Regions from separate parts of the Ovis aries genome. Here region 2 is linked to region 1. A link is a contact called in public Hi-C data. All regions are on one chromosome and are shown on one strand. Each heading gives the region's core, a stretch centred on a gene start, on an enhancer-like site or on the middle of the called end of the contact. The rest is flanking DNA. Distances are from core to core; before and after follow the strand shown. Region 1 holds the start of RAP1B (RAP1B, member of RAS oncogene family). Region 2 has its middle 38 kb from the start of MDM1.

The links. A called contact is a pair of places that touch in the nucleus more often than the background predicts.
Region 2: a Hi-C map of tail adipose tissue shows a contact between it and region 1, with 2.3 times the contacts expected there. The contact joins the enhancer-like site here to the promoter of RAP1B in region 1. A contact is called at or near these places in 3 of 16 Hi-C or Micro-C datasets (blood, skin fibroblasts and tail adipose tissue).

What each region holds. Positions count from the first base shown.
Region 1 is chr3:151,379,337-151,383,946 of ARS-UI_Ramb_v3.0, reverse strand. RAP1B (RAP1B, member of RAS oncogene family) reads left to right here and starts at 2,554. Exons shown (of 9, transcript XM_060412827.1): 1 at 2,554-2,717.
Region 2 is chr3:151,586,073-151,590,682 of ARS-UI_Ramb_v3.0, reverse strand. No RefSeq gene overlaps it. Among named protein-coding and RNA genes, the nearest start is that of MDM1, 38 kb to the left of the region's middle. Within about 2 kb of position 2,257, at least 20 of the 54 cell types and tissues checked have an H3K27ac peak or open chromatin away from gene starts, as enhancers often do.

The sequences.
Region 1 (4,610 bases), core at 1,305-3,804:
CATGAGCTAAGAATAATTTTCACATGTTTAATGATACTTTTAAAAAGAAAAATATTTGAATTGTATGAAATTCAAATTAGTATCCATAAATAAAGTTTTATTAGAAATAGTCACACTCATTCTTTATGTATCCTATGGCTGTTTGCACAACAAAGGCAGAGTTGAGTAGCTGTAAAACTGGCCCACAAAAACTTAAATATTTTCTATCTGGCTTTATATAAAAAGTTTGCAAGCCACTGCCCTAGTAGGAAGGTAGAAAATAAGTGACAAAAAAAGGGAGCAGTAGTGTTACGGGGATTCAGTAGAGAAGAGACCACATTAAATTGGAACGATCAGAAAAGATGCTCTTTCTTGGAGAAAGTAAATGGACCTTGAATGAAGGGCAGAGGTAGGAAGGGGCATTCCAAGCAGAGGAAATCACCTCTGTACACCGGAGAGGTGGGGAAGCACTACGGCTGGGCAAGATGAGAAGTCTACTCTGACTGTAAGCCATTTTTAAGTGGAAGGGAAAAATAAGATACAAGGATTTTAATTTTAGTAGGACAGGGGAGTAACTGAATACTCTCTTAGGAAGAGAGTGGCTTGCTTAGTAAGCTTTAAGGTAATATCTGGCAACAATGTGTAGAAAGGATGACAGTAGGAATAGAGAGGAGGCCACAGGCAAGGCAGGAAGGTGCCCCCAGAGTCCAAGAGTTGAGAAGAAACGCCAAGCCAAACAGCACGGTCTCGGGAGAAATGAATTACTATCTGATAGACCTGCCAATTGACTGATGGCTTCAGGAAAGGCAGAAAAAGGAGTATCAGGATTTAAGACTGATAATTTAGTCTAATTTAAATTAGACAATTTAAGGTAATTTAAAAGATGATATAATTAACAAAGGAGAAGAAACTTGTTTGGTGACAAAGGTGATGAGTTCAGTTTGCCCGCATGACTTATTAAAGCTGCCAGTGGAATATCATGTTGCAGGTTTTAAGGTGACAGGAGCTTTCAAGAACTCAAACCCAAAAATGAATTCAGTGCTTAAAAGATCTTTGCCTGGATTTCCAGTCTAACAGAAGAAAACCAATGTTTTTCTTTTCTTTTCTTACAAATATATTTTAATTAAACTATTTTACATATTCTCTCAAACTCGAAATAACTCTAGCTCCAATCTTCTAAAACCTACTCTTTCTGGGGAAAAAAGAAAATCAATTGCCCAAAGGTCGAAGAGTTTAAAAAGAGAGAGAGAAAGGAAAAAGCAGTATAGCCAAGTAACATTGCTCCCATGAACTCAGTTTCAGGCTTTCAGACTTTTCAAAGTTTTCTGCAATAATTGAAAGGTCAATAAATTTAAGTTTATTGGTGATTCATTCATTCAGAATTTACAATAATTCCTACAGACTGCTCTGACACTTGCCTTTGAAATCTCCATTTTAAAAGGATTTTCTAAGGAAACAAATAACCAAAATACGTAACATATTCCATCAACCTAAATCATGAAAAATCTAGAAAGCACTTACATACAAAAAAACCAAGGATAATTATAGTTCATTCTTATCTATTCCTTTAACTTAGTTTTCAATTACTAGTATTCTTAAAAAGAGTAAAAGTAATCATATTTTCGCTAATCTTCCAAATTTATAAAAATTCATAAAGATTTATTTCAAGAATGCTTTATAACAGGGTCCAGTTAAACTATGGACTAAGCAAAAATAAATCTTTAATGACCTCCCAATCCCAAATTCTCCCTGCACTTTGCTGTTTGAATACTTTTGTCCACCAAAACTCCATTTTATAACAGCTAACATCTTGTGTAAAGGGTAGTTGTATTTTAGCCTTTTCTCTAATAGTGGTAAATTCCACTGTTAAGTCCCCACCCTTTTTGAAACGAGGCATTTTGGAAGAGAAAGTGCTTTCTGTTGCCCAGTAGTCACATCATAAGGACCCCTATAGGTAATTCTTTTAGAGTGCTCGAGTCATGCATTTAAATACACGCTTTATTTCACTCATATAGTTGATTTAGGTACAAAGTTGTTTGGGATTATGTATTGATTAACTGAGTTTGACGGCGTAATTTGGAAAGAATTGTAATAGATTAAGACACCTGACCTTTCAGGAGAAACCATTTCAAGAATGAAAAAGACTGTGCCCTGGCCTAGGCACCTTCACGGGAGCTCTAGGTGTGGAAACAGCGCTGTTACTTCTCGGGCCATTTTCCCCAACACAAAGGAATACGCGAGCACCAACTGTTTGGTGGCGTCGGTGATTAAACTACAGTTTGCACTAAAGGCATCTTTTGAGTTTCGGACGGTTTCTAAGCCCTTGGCACCAGCGTAAACCCACTAAGGTCTCAGAAGTCAAGGCGAGGCCGAAAGGGCAAGGTGGAGAAGGAAGAGAAACACCGAGGACGAAACGCGGCGAAAGGAACCCGGCGTCGGCAAGAGTGGCCCCGCCCCTCGACTCTCTCGCCCCGCCCTTCGGTGCCGCCCCTTCCCGGGCCGCGCACCCGCGCGCCCCGCCCGCGGACGGAAGCGAGAGCGAGGCTGAACGCCTGACGTCAAGGCGACACCGCCAAACCTCGCCCAGAGTCAGGCGTGTAAACCAGCCGGAGCGGCGGCGGCGGCGGCGGCGGCGGCAGCGGCAGCGGCAGCGGCAGCACCGCCGTGGCGCCGGGAGCAGCGACCCGGAGGGAGCGTGAGGCGACGCTGGCTGCGGGCACCCGGTGACAGCGCGAGAGGTTGGCAGAGTGCGTGCGTGGCCACTGAGGGGAGCGGCGGCGGCGGCCGCGCGGGGCGGGGGCCGGGCGCCTGCGGAGGGGAGCTGATGGGGTGCGGCGCGGGCCGGGCGGGGCGCGCGCGACGGTCAGGGGGCCGGGGCGGCGGCGGCGGCGACGGCGACGGCGGCCTTGCAGCGCGGCAGGTGGTGCTGGGGCCCGGCGCCGGTGCGGCGAGCGCGCTGCCTCCCAGGCCGGCGGGGACGAGCCGCCGCCGCGGGGGAACAGCGCGCTTTGCGGAAGGGGTCAAATGTCTGAAATATGGCGGAGGAAGTGAGAGCCCGAGGACCCCCCCACCCGCCTGCTCTTTTCTGGCCGCGGCCGCCGCTGCCTCTCAGCTGCCCGCCGTCCCTCGCCGGAAGACTCATCTCCCCGCCCCGGAGCCCCCTTGCCGGCCGCCTCGGTTCCTTCCCGGGTGTGAGTGGAAGTTAGAACGGAAACCAGAAAGTTGTCTTTTGCGGAGACTCAGCTTCCCCCAGTCCCGAGCAGGGGCGGAGAGCTTTCGGGGGAAACCACTCCCCGGCGCCTTGCGGGCTCGAGCCTGACAGGGGAAAAGTTTGCCTGAAACCGGGCTGGTTTGCTCCATTTGTTGCGGGAAGTGGCAGGAGGAAGGCAGCGGAGGGAGCCCCACCTAATCTGGCAGCAGCCACCGCGAAGAGAAAAAACTGTTAAAGGGGCCTTTCCAATCGTCAGGAAGAGGAAATCTTTCTCTTACAGAGGGAAAGAAAATCCAGGAAGTTTGTCGTCTTCTCTTTTTCGGACATCTCTGTGTGTCTAATCCTAACACTGTCAGCGCCATGAATATTGTTTAAAACTACCCCCATTGAATCTAACCATCCTAGTTTTCCTTCTGAAAACACCGATAGCTTTTGGAGAAAAGACTGTCCTTGCTGAGTTTAAGCTGACCATTTGCTTCCTCTTCGCTTGCTCCCTCTTACTAGTTTAGAACAACATTTTTGCCCTGCAGCTCTTGTTCGGAGTGAAGATGAGCAGTTGTGTGTTACTGTAATGGGAAATCACGTTTTAACGGGGTAGAAAGTTGACACTGAATGAGGATTGTGATTTTAATATTTTAAAATTCAAGCTGATTGTATTTTTGTTTTGCTAGTAGCATAGCATCTACTATATAAACATCTAAAATATAATTTATAATTCTTATAAAACTTAAAGCTTTCAACTCGAAGATTCGTTTTTTTATCCTCTTTGTAATTAGAATGCTATTTGGACTTGCTCAACAAAATCTTAGCAAGAGGTAACTTAAAAAGGGGAGACGTTAATTTAACTTAAAGCTGGTATCACTCGTGAAAACTGAACCTTGAATAGTATTTGAGTCATAATGTAGTCATGGGACTTTTTAGGGCCGGAAAGGGCTATTTAGATCATCCACTCCCACCCTCTGAACTTACGGTGGAGGAAACTGAGGCCTAGAAGGATAAGATAACTAGTCAGTGGCCCTGCTGACTTGAAGGACAGTAAATGGCAACCCACCCCAGTGTTCTTGCCTGGAGAATCCCAGGGACGGCGGAGCCTGGTGGGCTGCCGTCTATGGGGTCACATAGAGTCGGACATGACTGAAGCGACTTAGCAGCAGCAGTCTATCTGGAGGAAAAAATACGACGTTTTTATGGTGAATTATTACATTTTGTAGAGGATAGACGTCCCATCAAGTACCTTAGTCAGTGTAGAAGAACCCTTTGGGTAGTTTCATTACCAGATTTTAAGAGAGGAAGTTGATGTTCAGAATGATTAAATAACTTTAAGAACACAGAGCCGTGGATGATAGTCTTATTTGAGCCCATCCATACTTTTGGTCTCTTCATTGTTGTGAAGGTGGTTTCACTTGCATTTTCTTTCTGT
Region 2 (4,610 bases), core at 1,008-3,507, 210 kb before region 1:
ACAACCACCATGTGCTTCTGTTCATTACCCTTTCAAACAGTGAATAGAAACTAAAAGGTAAAATTTTTATATAAGCTGAGAAATTCGGCAGCTCATATCTATGACTCGGATCCATCTTTTCTAACTGTGAAATCTTTGCATTTCCCTAATGCAGAAAGAAAATTAAATCGTTCCCTGCAAGATAGTACTGCTATTGATCCCCAGCCCATTAATTACTCCTAATTTCCCTTGTAAGCATACAATAACAGCTGTGCAATCCATGTGCCGTCAATCCATGTGCCACAGTGACAGCCTGTTGAAATGCTTGGCTAAATGAATTTGGTCATGGTGGGGTGATCAGGAATTCCTCGTAGGACTGCATAACTGTTCTGTAATAGCCAACAGGATCTGCAACCCATACAGCAGAGCTGGTCCAGCGTCCTGCTCCTCCATATCAGCACCATGTCTCCCCGAGGTGCTAGGCAATGGCCTTCCTCCAAGAGCTGAGGCTCATTTTCTTCTTTGAAGCTCATTGCTATGTGCCTGACTCCAGACAGCAGTACATCCTTCAGCTTTAACCTTGTCAAGAAACCGTCAATCAATCTAACAGCAAACATTTATTCATCATCTCCCACACGCAGGGCACCGTGATGGATGCTTTGGGGTTTGTCAAGCAATATAAGATGTGGCTTCTAACCTATAAGAGTTTATTGCCTAATTCAAGAGATAGAACATTTAACAATTCAAAAGGTGGAATTGTAAAAGGTGGAATGTTAAAAGTGACAAATTAAGAGGTGATGGGGGAAAGGGAGCTAACATTTGTCAAATGCCTATACATTGTGCTCAATGCTTCACATACGCTTTTCACTTAATCATCCTGCCTTGCTTTTAACTTCATCTTACAGACTTAGAGATGAAGAAAGTTGCCTAAAATCACCCAGATAGATAAAGGCAGCACCTACATTAAAACTTCAGTGAATGTGATTTCAGAGCTCTGCTCTTCCGGATCCAAAACTTTGCTCTTCCCAGTGTGTAGAATACCTCTCCAAAGAAAATAAACAGTCTAAGAATTCACTGGAATAAGTTACCAGCTTGATGATGCCTGAGACATAGTTGGCAGGCAACAAGTAGTTGAATGAGTGAATCTGGTAGTCTTTGGCACACAAAGATTTTGTTTTTATAAAGCATGGATCAAAGTAAACCACCTGTGAAGAGGCAGAGAGAAAGCGGGTTTAAAATTTTAGACAAGTTGCAGAATTTGTGTAGTATAATCTCATTTTCAAAACTATATATTTGGGCATATGTTATGGAGCACTATGTGTTGGCACTTTGATAAACATATTCTATCTACATCAGCCATATAATATACTCTTACACAAATGCTTGCAAATGCATGAACAAACCTCTGAGAAATACACACCAAACTATTGGAGACCAGAAATTACATCTGAGGGAGCAAGGGAAGACAAGCTTTACATTATACATTTCTCCAAGAGTTGGTTTATAATGAGATGTGTTATTTTATAATTTCAAAAGGAAAACATCTGAAGAAACTTGAGTATCAGTCTTATTTCCATTTAAAACTTTCTATGTCCATTTTTAACTTCTCAGAGAATGTTTCCTTTGGACTTGGAGCGTGTGCTAACTTCCATGGTAGTTCTGTCTCAGGAATTCTTTCTTGGCTACTACAGAACACATTACGTGTGTCAGTGCCATCCAGAAGGCAAAGGACAGTGACGCTTTCTCTTTATCTTTAGGGTTGCATTTTTAAAAAATATTTCCTGTTTTTATTGGCATGGTTATGAAATGTGAGATAGCACACACAGGATTGCCACAATTCCCATTTTCGACCTATCTTTGTGTCCCACACATTCTTCAGATTCCTATCACCTCAGTGTCTGTAGTTTCCACACGGAGAGCCTAACAGTGTGGCGCAATTGTCCTCTGCAATGCAGCAGACCAACAGAAAGATGCCGAGCCCTGCTGCAGTTTCACAACACGGAGGGTCTTTCCACTTCAGCTGGACAGATGCCCAGAAAGGCTGGGTGGAGGATACTTAAGGTCTCTACCCAGAGGCCAGGCCTGTCAGAACTGAAATGGCTCCACCCAGTCAGCAAGGGACGCTGCACGTGGGGCAATCCGCCTCGCATCCCTCTGTGTATTGTTTAGTTGGGCAACTGGGGCAGTTGTTCACGGGGCAACAGGGACTCCACCACCTACCACAGCTGGGCTGTCACTGCTGGGCTTCTGAGAGTTACTTCTGCCTATTGGTGACCACGCCCTTTCCCAGACTGGGCCACAGGAAGTCAGGCTGGGAGGGGAGGAGGCCCTGCAAGTGAGCGGTGGGAACCACACAATCTCCGTGCTGCTGACCAAGATCTACTCCACCCCTCACCAGAGAAACTGGCCCGGAACCAGCTTTCCTCCTCCTCCCCAGCTCTCCTGCCCTGAATGGCTGACTTGGGTGAGGTTTACATTCATTTTCTTCATATTTGAAATGTTTGGGTACAGGATCAACTTGTTCACCACTCAGACTGCACACAAGAAGCCTTACCTTGAAGTATGCTCAGCCTCCATTAATCAAGTCACACATATGGGAAAAACAAGTAGATAGCATTGTATATTTTTTCTTTTTTTACTGATGGTAACAGTTGTTGCCAGTTACTTGGTTTCAATTTTTTGCAGTTGGAATGTACAGCCTTGGTACAACCTTTCTGAAGCATGGATCAAAAGCCTTACAGATGTTTATATCCACCAGTAATTCCACTTCAGGGAATTGAATCTAAAGGAACGCAAGATGTACACACAGGATTTTTTTCTTTTTAAAGTTACAACCATAGGGATAGAATACTTTAAATAATATTTTAGAGCATTTTTTAAAAGAATGAGGAAATGCTCATGATAAATGAAAAAAAACTATATTTATGTGAAAACAGTCTGTGAAAATATGCATACGTACATACATGTAACATATAGATGTGCTGTACGTGCAAAGAGAGAGGGAGCACTTTTTCTCTTGAACTGCCTTCTATCCTTGGTACCACATGCTGCACCCTCTCCTAGACTTCCTGCTAGTCACTGGCTGATCTCCTATGCTGCATCCTCCCCTACTTTCCAATAGATACATTTTGGACGCCCTCAGGTCTCCGTGCTCAGTCTTCCTCTCCATCTGAATTTAACTTCCCTAGACCAGTCATCTCTTCTCCATCCTCTCTAGACTGATGAGCCTCAAGTTAAAGTCTCCAGTCCCATCTTCTTCCCCAGAGCTCTCACCATACGTCCAATTGCCTACTCAAAATCTTGATTGGGGTATGAAATTTATACTCCTGGTTTCCACCACCATGCCTCCCCCGCACACTTCTTTCTCATTGTTCTCCACCTCTGTACCTGGGTCATCATTGCACCAGAAAAGGGACTAGAAATCTGTTTTCATGCCTTCCTTCCTTAAATCCAGTCCATCAGTAGGTTCCTTTGTCTCTGTGTTCAAAACATATGTGCTCAGTCCAATAACCTTTCACTATCTCCATGGTCAGCTCTCAGCCCAGGACACCAGCATCTATTTCCTAGACTTTTGTAAGAGGCTCCCAACTGGTCTCCCTGCATCGACACTGCCTGCCTACAATCCATTTTCCATACAGCACCCAATGGTTATTTTAAAATGTTAATAAATCAGATGAAAGGTGAGAAATCTGTAACCAAAATATTAAGTTGCCCAAGAATGATGAGATTATGAGCTGTTCTTACTGTCTCTGTCTGCTACTCTGTTATTTGTCAATTTTCCAGTGATAAACACATTTCACTTTTACTGGCAAGAAATCAAAATGTTGTTTGGGAAAATGAAAATCATTACAGATTTCAGCCTGAAATACTAGTATTTCTCTCCCGTGAATCAGTCTGGCAGACCAGCACCAAACAAGCTGCAGAGCAGTAATGAATGCTCAGCTTCCAGATGCAGCCCAAGGAGCAATGGAGGAACGTCCTAAACCAAGGTAGCAAATACACAGTACTTGTGATGCCACATCTCCCTCCTGCACACATAGCAGACGTCACTAAATGATTGCCGCTATTGTCAGCTGAGCTTAGCTGCAGCCTTGAAATTCTCAACACAGAGGCAGCCTCTATCACTCAGTTAGGATTGACACTTAGGAGCAAACATTAGTCATCTGTAATTAGCATTCTATGTGAAGACTGAAATGTTAAAATATTACGCTCCTTTTAAGTGAATATAATCCACTAAATATTTTCAAATTATCTTTACATCTAAAGCTTTATATATTTGCAAAGAATCCTATAAGGTCAGTAGGGTAGGTATTTTTATTTCCTTTATAAATAGAACTGAGGGGCCCCAGGGTTTAAAGTCACACAGCAGAACTCTGGTCTCCTTTTGCTTGTCCGTGGTTTCCATAAACCTCTGCAGGCTACGAGAGAGGTCAGAACCACACACCAGACACTGACCACAGCAGCGAGGGAGGTGGGGGCCTGGGTTAGCACCAAACCCGAGCAAAGATGAACTGCAGGTAATGAGTAATTCGTTACTATTAACAACTTTGAAAATAAATAGTGGAGAAACAGATGAAGCGGAGTTCACAAATATCATAACAAAAGCCATCATCCTCTTCAGGGTCAGGGCC